Regions from separate parts of the Capra hircus genome. Here region 1 is linked to region 2. The links are chromatin contacts, called in public Hi-C maps. All regions are on one chromosome and are shown on one strand. Each heading gives the region's core, a stretch centred on a gene start, on an enhancer-like site or on the middle of the called end of the contact. The rest is flanking DNA. Distances are from core to core; before and after follow the strand shown. Region 1 holds the start of C3 (complement C3). Region 2 holds the start of TNFSF9 (tumor necrosis factor ligand superfamily member 9).

Region 1 (3,002 bases), core at 23-2,522, 210 kb before region 2:
CTCTCTGGAGGGAGCATGGTTTTGTAACAATAGGAAGTCTGTCTGTCCGTCAGTAGATGACTGGTTACTTTCACTGCCTGTAAGAACAAGGAAGCTCTCTGTGCTCTGATAATGAAACAATCTCTACTGTATATTGTTTATGAAAAAGCAAGGTGTAACCCACGGAGACCAGGAAGAAGAGTGTGTAGAGCTTTCTGATATTTGTTTTTGAAACGTGTGAATGTTTGTAAATGTATAATATACCTCTGGAGAGAACCGTGAGACTTGGTTACAGGGTCATGTCTGAGACCCTGATGGCTAGCAACAAGAGCAGGAGGAAGGTTACCTTTTCGATATTGAACCATATGACTATATTACCAATTCGTATGCAACAAGTTAAATACAATTTTTAACAATAATAATATCCCGAGGATGTTTTTAAATTTATTTTTTAATTGGAGGATAATTGTTTTACAATGTTGTGTTGGTTTCTGCCATACATAAACATGAATCAACCATAGGTATACACATGTCCCATCCCTCTTGAACCTCCCTCCCCTAAGAAGGCATTGATGTAACACAAAAGCTAGCCATGGGACTTCCCTCAATTATGACTTTTTAGCCACTCAGGCCTCTTGACGAGATTAGGTGAAGGGAATTCCAGGCTCTCCTTGCCCTAGAAAACATTCTCAGTTGGATAGTGAACTCCTACACATACTTCAAAGCCCAGCTGAAATGTCCCCTCCTCCAAGAAACCTTCCCTGACTCTCCAAGAAGCTGAGTCCTTCTCCATTGGAGAAAACACTCCATGAGGCTAGGACCATTGATGCTGGACTCTGTCCCCGGCCCCCAGCCCCATGCCAACATGGAAGATTCTGGAAGTGGGACATGAGATGCTAGCACAGAGATGGACTCACAGGAAGAGTCTGCTGAATAAATGCATGCTTAAAAGTAGACTGAGGGCCAGGCCCAGATATCTGGAGTTGAGGGCGAAGGGTGGCCCTCTGCCCTCTGCTTTCATCTACTACCAAGTGGATGTAACCGGGAAAGGTCCCTGATCACCAGCTGGCCGTGACCCGGAGGGAGGCCAGGGCAGGAGGTTGTTGTGACCCTGTAGCTGAAGAACATGGCCCCGGGTTACTTATGCCAGGCATGCTGGCCCTACAGATTGAAAAACTTAGGAAACAGTATTGAGAAATCTGGGGCAGTCCCAGGGAGGGGGAAGCCCACAGGGAGTGAGGGCTGGTCAGGGGAGGGAGGAAGGCAGGAGCCAAATAAAAGGAAGCCTCCAGCAACCTCAGCTCATTCCCCTCCCCTGCCCTCTCCCTCTGTCCCTCCATCCCTCTGTCCCTCCACTGCCCCAGCACCATGCAGCCCACCTCAGGTCCCAGCCTGCTGCTGCTGCTGCTTCTAGCCAGTCTCCCCATGGCCTTGGGGAACCCCATGTGAGTAGTCACAGCCTGACCCCCAAAAAAGGCTGCTTCGGAGATGAGAGTGTGTATTTGTGGTACAAGGCCCTGCGTGTGTAGGGTGTGCATGTGGAATGAGTGATTCTGCAGGAGAGGTGACTTGGCGTCCTGGACATTTGACCGTCACAGATTCTGGGAGTTTGTAGTTTCAGGTTTTAAGGGTCTAGAGACTTCGCGTGGGTGTATGTGGCTGAGGGAGTGGATCTGGGTCTGGGGTGCCACAGGTTTAGGGAGGAGTTTGGGATGGTCTTGGCTGTCCTGGTGGCTCAGCAGGTAAGGAATTTGCTTGCAATGCAGGAGACACAGGAGACGCGGGTTTGATCCCTGGGTCAGGAAGATCCCCTGGAGGAGGGCACCAGCAACCCACTCTGGTATTCTTGCCTGGAGAATCCCATGAACAAAGGAGCCTGGCCGGCTACAGTCTAGAGGGCAGCAAAGAGTCGGACACGATTGACTTAGCACATAGCACACATGGTGTTCAGGGCTGGGTGTTTAGAGGCTTGGGGTGTTTAAAGATTTTGGGATTAGAGCTCCTGGAATAAGTGGGTTCAGTGGTGAGTCTGGAAGTCTTGGAAGAGTTGGCACCTCTCATTTTGGTGTTCAGCAGTTGATGGGATGTGAAGCACCGCCCCTGCCTCCCACCCCCCACCCCCACCCCGCCCCAGTTGTCTGCCGGTCACTGGATCCCCTGTGAGACCACGGACTGGGGCAGAGTGCTCACCCTGGGGAAGGGTTGGCAGCTCGGGCTTCCGGGCATGACAGCTCCACGCCCCATGCTCCCCTCCGGCAGGTATTCCATGATCACCCCCAACATCCTGCGTCTGGAGAGCGAGGAGACTGTGGTGCTGGAGGCCCACGGAGGACAAGGGAATATTCAGGTCTCGGTCACTGTCCACGACTTCCCGGCCAAGAAACAAGTGCTGTCAAACGAAAACACCCAGCTGAACAGCAACAATGGCTACCTGAGCACCGTCATCATCAAGGTGGGCGCGCCAGGGAGCCCAGTCCTGCGGATGCCGCACTGGCTCCGAGAGTCCTCCACGGAGTCCTCCGAGAGCCCTTCCCCCTCTCTGAGCCCCACCCACACTGCCTGAGCCCCGCCCCTTCTGAGTCTCCCCCTCCCCCATCTGAGCCCTCCCTTTTCTGAGCCCCTCCCACTGCTTCATCCAGAGCTTTCTCTGAGCTGTCTCCACCTTTTTTTTATTTTAAGTTTATTAACTTATTTTAATAGGAAGACAATTACTTTACAATATTGCGATGGTTTTTGGCATACATCAACATGAATCGGCCACGGGTATGCATGTGTCGCCCCCCCATCCTAAAAACCGCTTCCACATTGCTCCCCACCCTATCCCTCTGGGTTGTCCCAAAACACTGGCTTTGGGTTCCCGGCTTTTAAATTTATACTGGAGCATAATGTTGCAGTAATTTCAGGTGTACAGTCAAGTGATTCAGTGATACATATACATATATATATATATTCTTTTCCAAATTCTTGCCTCATTTAGGCTGCTACGTAATATTGAGCAGAGGTCCCTGTGCTATACAGTAGCC
Region 2 (2,848 bases), core at 298-2,797:
GGACGGTCTGTAGAGGGAGGATGAGGAGGAGAGTCTGGGAGAGGGAGGGTCAGAGGGAACAGGGCAAGAGTCTCCCTAAGAGGGAGAAGGCGGGTCTCCGGAAGGGGGGAAGGGAAGTGAATAGGAAACGGGGCTTCCAGAATTGAGGGAGGGGAAACGGCTGGGGAGGAGGGGTCCGGATCTCCCAGAGTCCAGTAGAGGGAGCCGACCCCGCTGAGATTTGCGCGGATCCAGGCCCAGCCTTAAGGGGCCGGGGGTCTGAGGTGGGCACAGATGGAGGTCAGAGAAGGAGGAGACCCGGAGAGGGAGAGCCGAGGTTCTAAGAGGGTAGGGGGAGCTTTTCAGAGAAGGGAGGGAAAGAGGGTCAGATTGGGTCAGAGCAGGGGGCTTCCCTCTCCCGGAGTTCTCCCACTTAGTGCACCCTCCTCCCGCTCCCCCGGGTCTTTAGGGAGTCACTCACCTCCATCGGCCACCACCAGCTGCGCGAACACGCCCTGCTGAGAGAAAGGACAAACGCAAAGTGAATAAAGGTCCTTCTACTCGCAACACGCAGCTCCTTGGAAAGTGGGGTCCCCGGGATGTGCGCAAGCCTTGAGCCTACAGTCTTTATGGTCCCTTCCCTTCGCGTTCCAAAAGAACCACCCCGCGCGCGCGCGTACACACACGCGCTGCCCCAGCCCTGGCTGTCTGCAAGGAGAGGACCCCGAGGGCTTAGGAGGGAAATGAGGAGACAGTCCCTCCAGGGGGCTTGATACTGCAGAGTCTTGAGAAGGAAAGGAAGGTACCCTAAGGGTCCGGGAGAAAACCGAGGTTCTTTGCGAGTTACGAAAGAAAAGGGAAACCCCGCGATGGTTGCAGACAGTGTCCCTCAGGGTGCGCATTGGTGAAACGGTCCCCATCTGAAGCCCGGGGTGCAGATGGCGTCTCACGGGGGGTTAGGATTAGAATGGTGCCCCCCTGGAGACCTGGATAAGGAACTGGTGACCTCAGAAATCCAAGAAGGACGGGGAGGTAGGTCTCTCCACCCTCGGCCTGGGACGCAGAAAAGACCTTGCGGGAGGCGGGGACGCGGATGGAGAAGGGGTCCCGGGGCTGGGTACGGGTCTCTCTCGGGGTCTAGATCGGGCAGTATCTCACCTGCGGAGAGTTGGGGAGGCTGGCGTGGGGGTCGGAAGTCTGCTCCAGGCCCACGGGGAGAATCGAGCTGGGCGCGGGACTGGAAACCGGCGGGGCAGGAGTCCCGGGGATGCCCCAGACCCGCACCACGCAGGTGGCGCAGGCAGCGGCAAGCAGCAGCAGCGCGGCGCTCAGAGCCCAGGGCAGCGGGTTGCAGACGCGACCCGGGGGCGCTGGCGACCGCTGGGCCTCAGGGTCCGGGGTGGCGAGGGTGCTGGAGTGCATGGCCAGCTGCGGGCGGCTGCGAGTCGGGTCCTGCGCACCGCCCTTTATAGCTAAGACCGGCTTTCCGGGGAGTGGCCGGTGGGGATCCCAGCGACGCGCTGGGTAGGTTGGTTCCCGCCCGCCCCGCCCCTTGCGGCCCCGCCCCGCCCTCTCCACCTTCTGTCCAAACTTTCCCCAACTTTCTCTTCCCTGAATGTCTCTGTCTCCTTTTCTCTCTAGCTCTCCACGCTCTGCTCCATCAAATCCTCCTGACCCCCAGTTATCTCTCTTGCATCTCCCTGGTCATCTCTTCGCCTCTCTACTTCTCTCTCTTGTCTCTTTCCCTGATTCCTTATCCCTCCCTAGCGCCCCCCACCCCCAGCATTGGGGCTCCTCCAGGGCTCCCCTAAAATCAGCACTTCTTCGGAGGAGTCAAAAGAACAGCCAGGCCTCAGCCCGCTTGTCCTCTGGAGGATAAGTCCTCCCAACGGAACCCCGAGTGCCCTGCTCAGTCCTCTCTCTACTTCCCTCTCTTTTCCCGGGACCCCGGACCTTCCCTGGCCTGCCCCCACCCACCCACCTAGACGCTTCCCGTCAGGGACTCCCTGGACCCCACAAGCAAAAGGCTGGAGAGTCCAGGTGGAGAAATTCCCCTTGTAGGAAAGGGACAACCTTGAGTGAGGCGGAGGAAACTCAAATTTCCCGTTCGCGCTCCCGTGGTGTCCGCGGGGGCGGGAGGAGGAGCGGAGATGCGGCCAGAACTCTGCCTCAAAAGAGGAAGCAACCGTGGATTGACAGATGGCCAGCCCTAGAAAAGCCCTGGGCTCCCAGAGAAGCCCTGCTCACCCCAGACCAGCGGGGTGGACCTCGCCATCCTTCAGGTCTCACTTCCCCTATAGCGCAAGGGAGAATGGACCCGGGAATTGATCTCACCCGTCCACCAGCGGCCCAGGAAATGGGGGGAGGGGTGTTTTGGTTAAACGGAACAAAGATCGGATACCGGCCCTGTATTCAACCTTGTATTAAGCCTCTCTGAGGAATTAAAAGGAGAAAACACTAATGATACTGGCTCTTGTTGACACCTAGGTGTAAAACGCTTCCGTTAATACTAGCGGTTTATAAAAAAGCGCCGTGCCCAAACCAGCATCACCTGGGGACTTGCTAGCTCTGCAGATTCTAGCACCTCAGCCAGACCTATTGACATTCTGGGAACTGAAGCCCTGCAGTCAGTGTCTGAAGGAGCCTTCAAGAACATTCTGACACTTGCCCAAGTTGAAGACCCCACTGCGTTGTACCAAGGTTGTTCCTTCGCACCTGCTGTCCCCTACACCTGGAATGTTCTTTCCCCCCAGAAGTGCGGTCAGCTGTCCTTCTGAGTAAAGAGGAAGAATTAAGGTCCAGCGCCTACTTTTACTGTCTCCCAAAATCTCACTGCAGCCATAGTTAAGGGACTGTTTTAAAACCTAAA

Evidence for each region. A called contact is a pair of places that touch in the nucleus more often than the background predicts.
Region 1: a Hi-C map of blood shows a contact between it and region 2, with 2.4 times the contacts expected there. The contact joins the promoter of C3 here to the promoter of TNFSF9 in region 2. A contact is called at or near these places in 2 of 5 Hi-C or Micro-C datasets (both in blood).

The regions. Positions count from the first base shown.
Region 1 is chr7:92,734,074-92,737,075 of ARS1.2, reverse strand. It overlaps C3 (complement C3), which reads left to right and starts at 1,272. Exons shown (of 42, transcript XM_018050944.1): 1 at 1,272-1,424; 2 at 2,239-2,431. The coding sequence starts at 1,348.
Region 2 is chr7:92,526,049-92,528,896 of ARS1.2, reverse strand. It overlaps TNFSF9 (tumor necrosis factor ligand superfamily member 9), which reads right to left and starts at 1,547. Exons shown (of 3, transcript XM_018050942.1): 1 at 1,138-1,547; 2 at 461-494. The coding sequence starts at 1,401.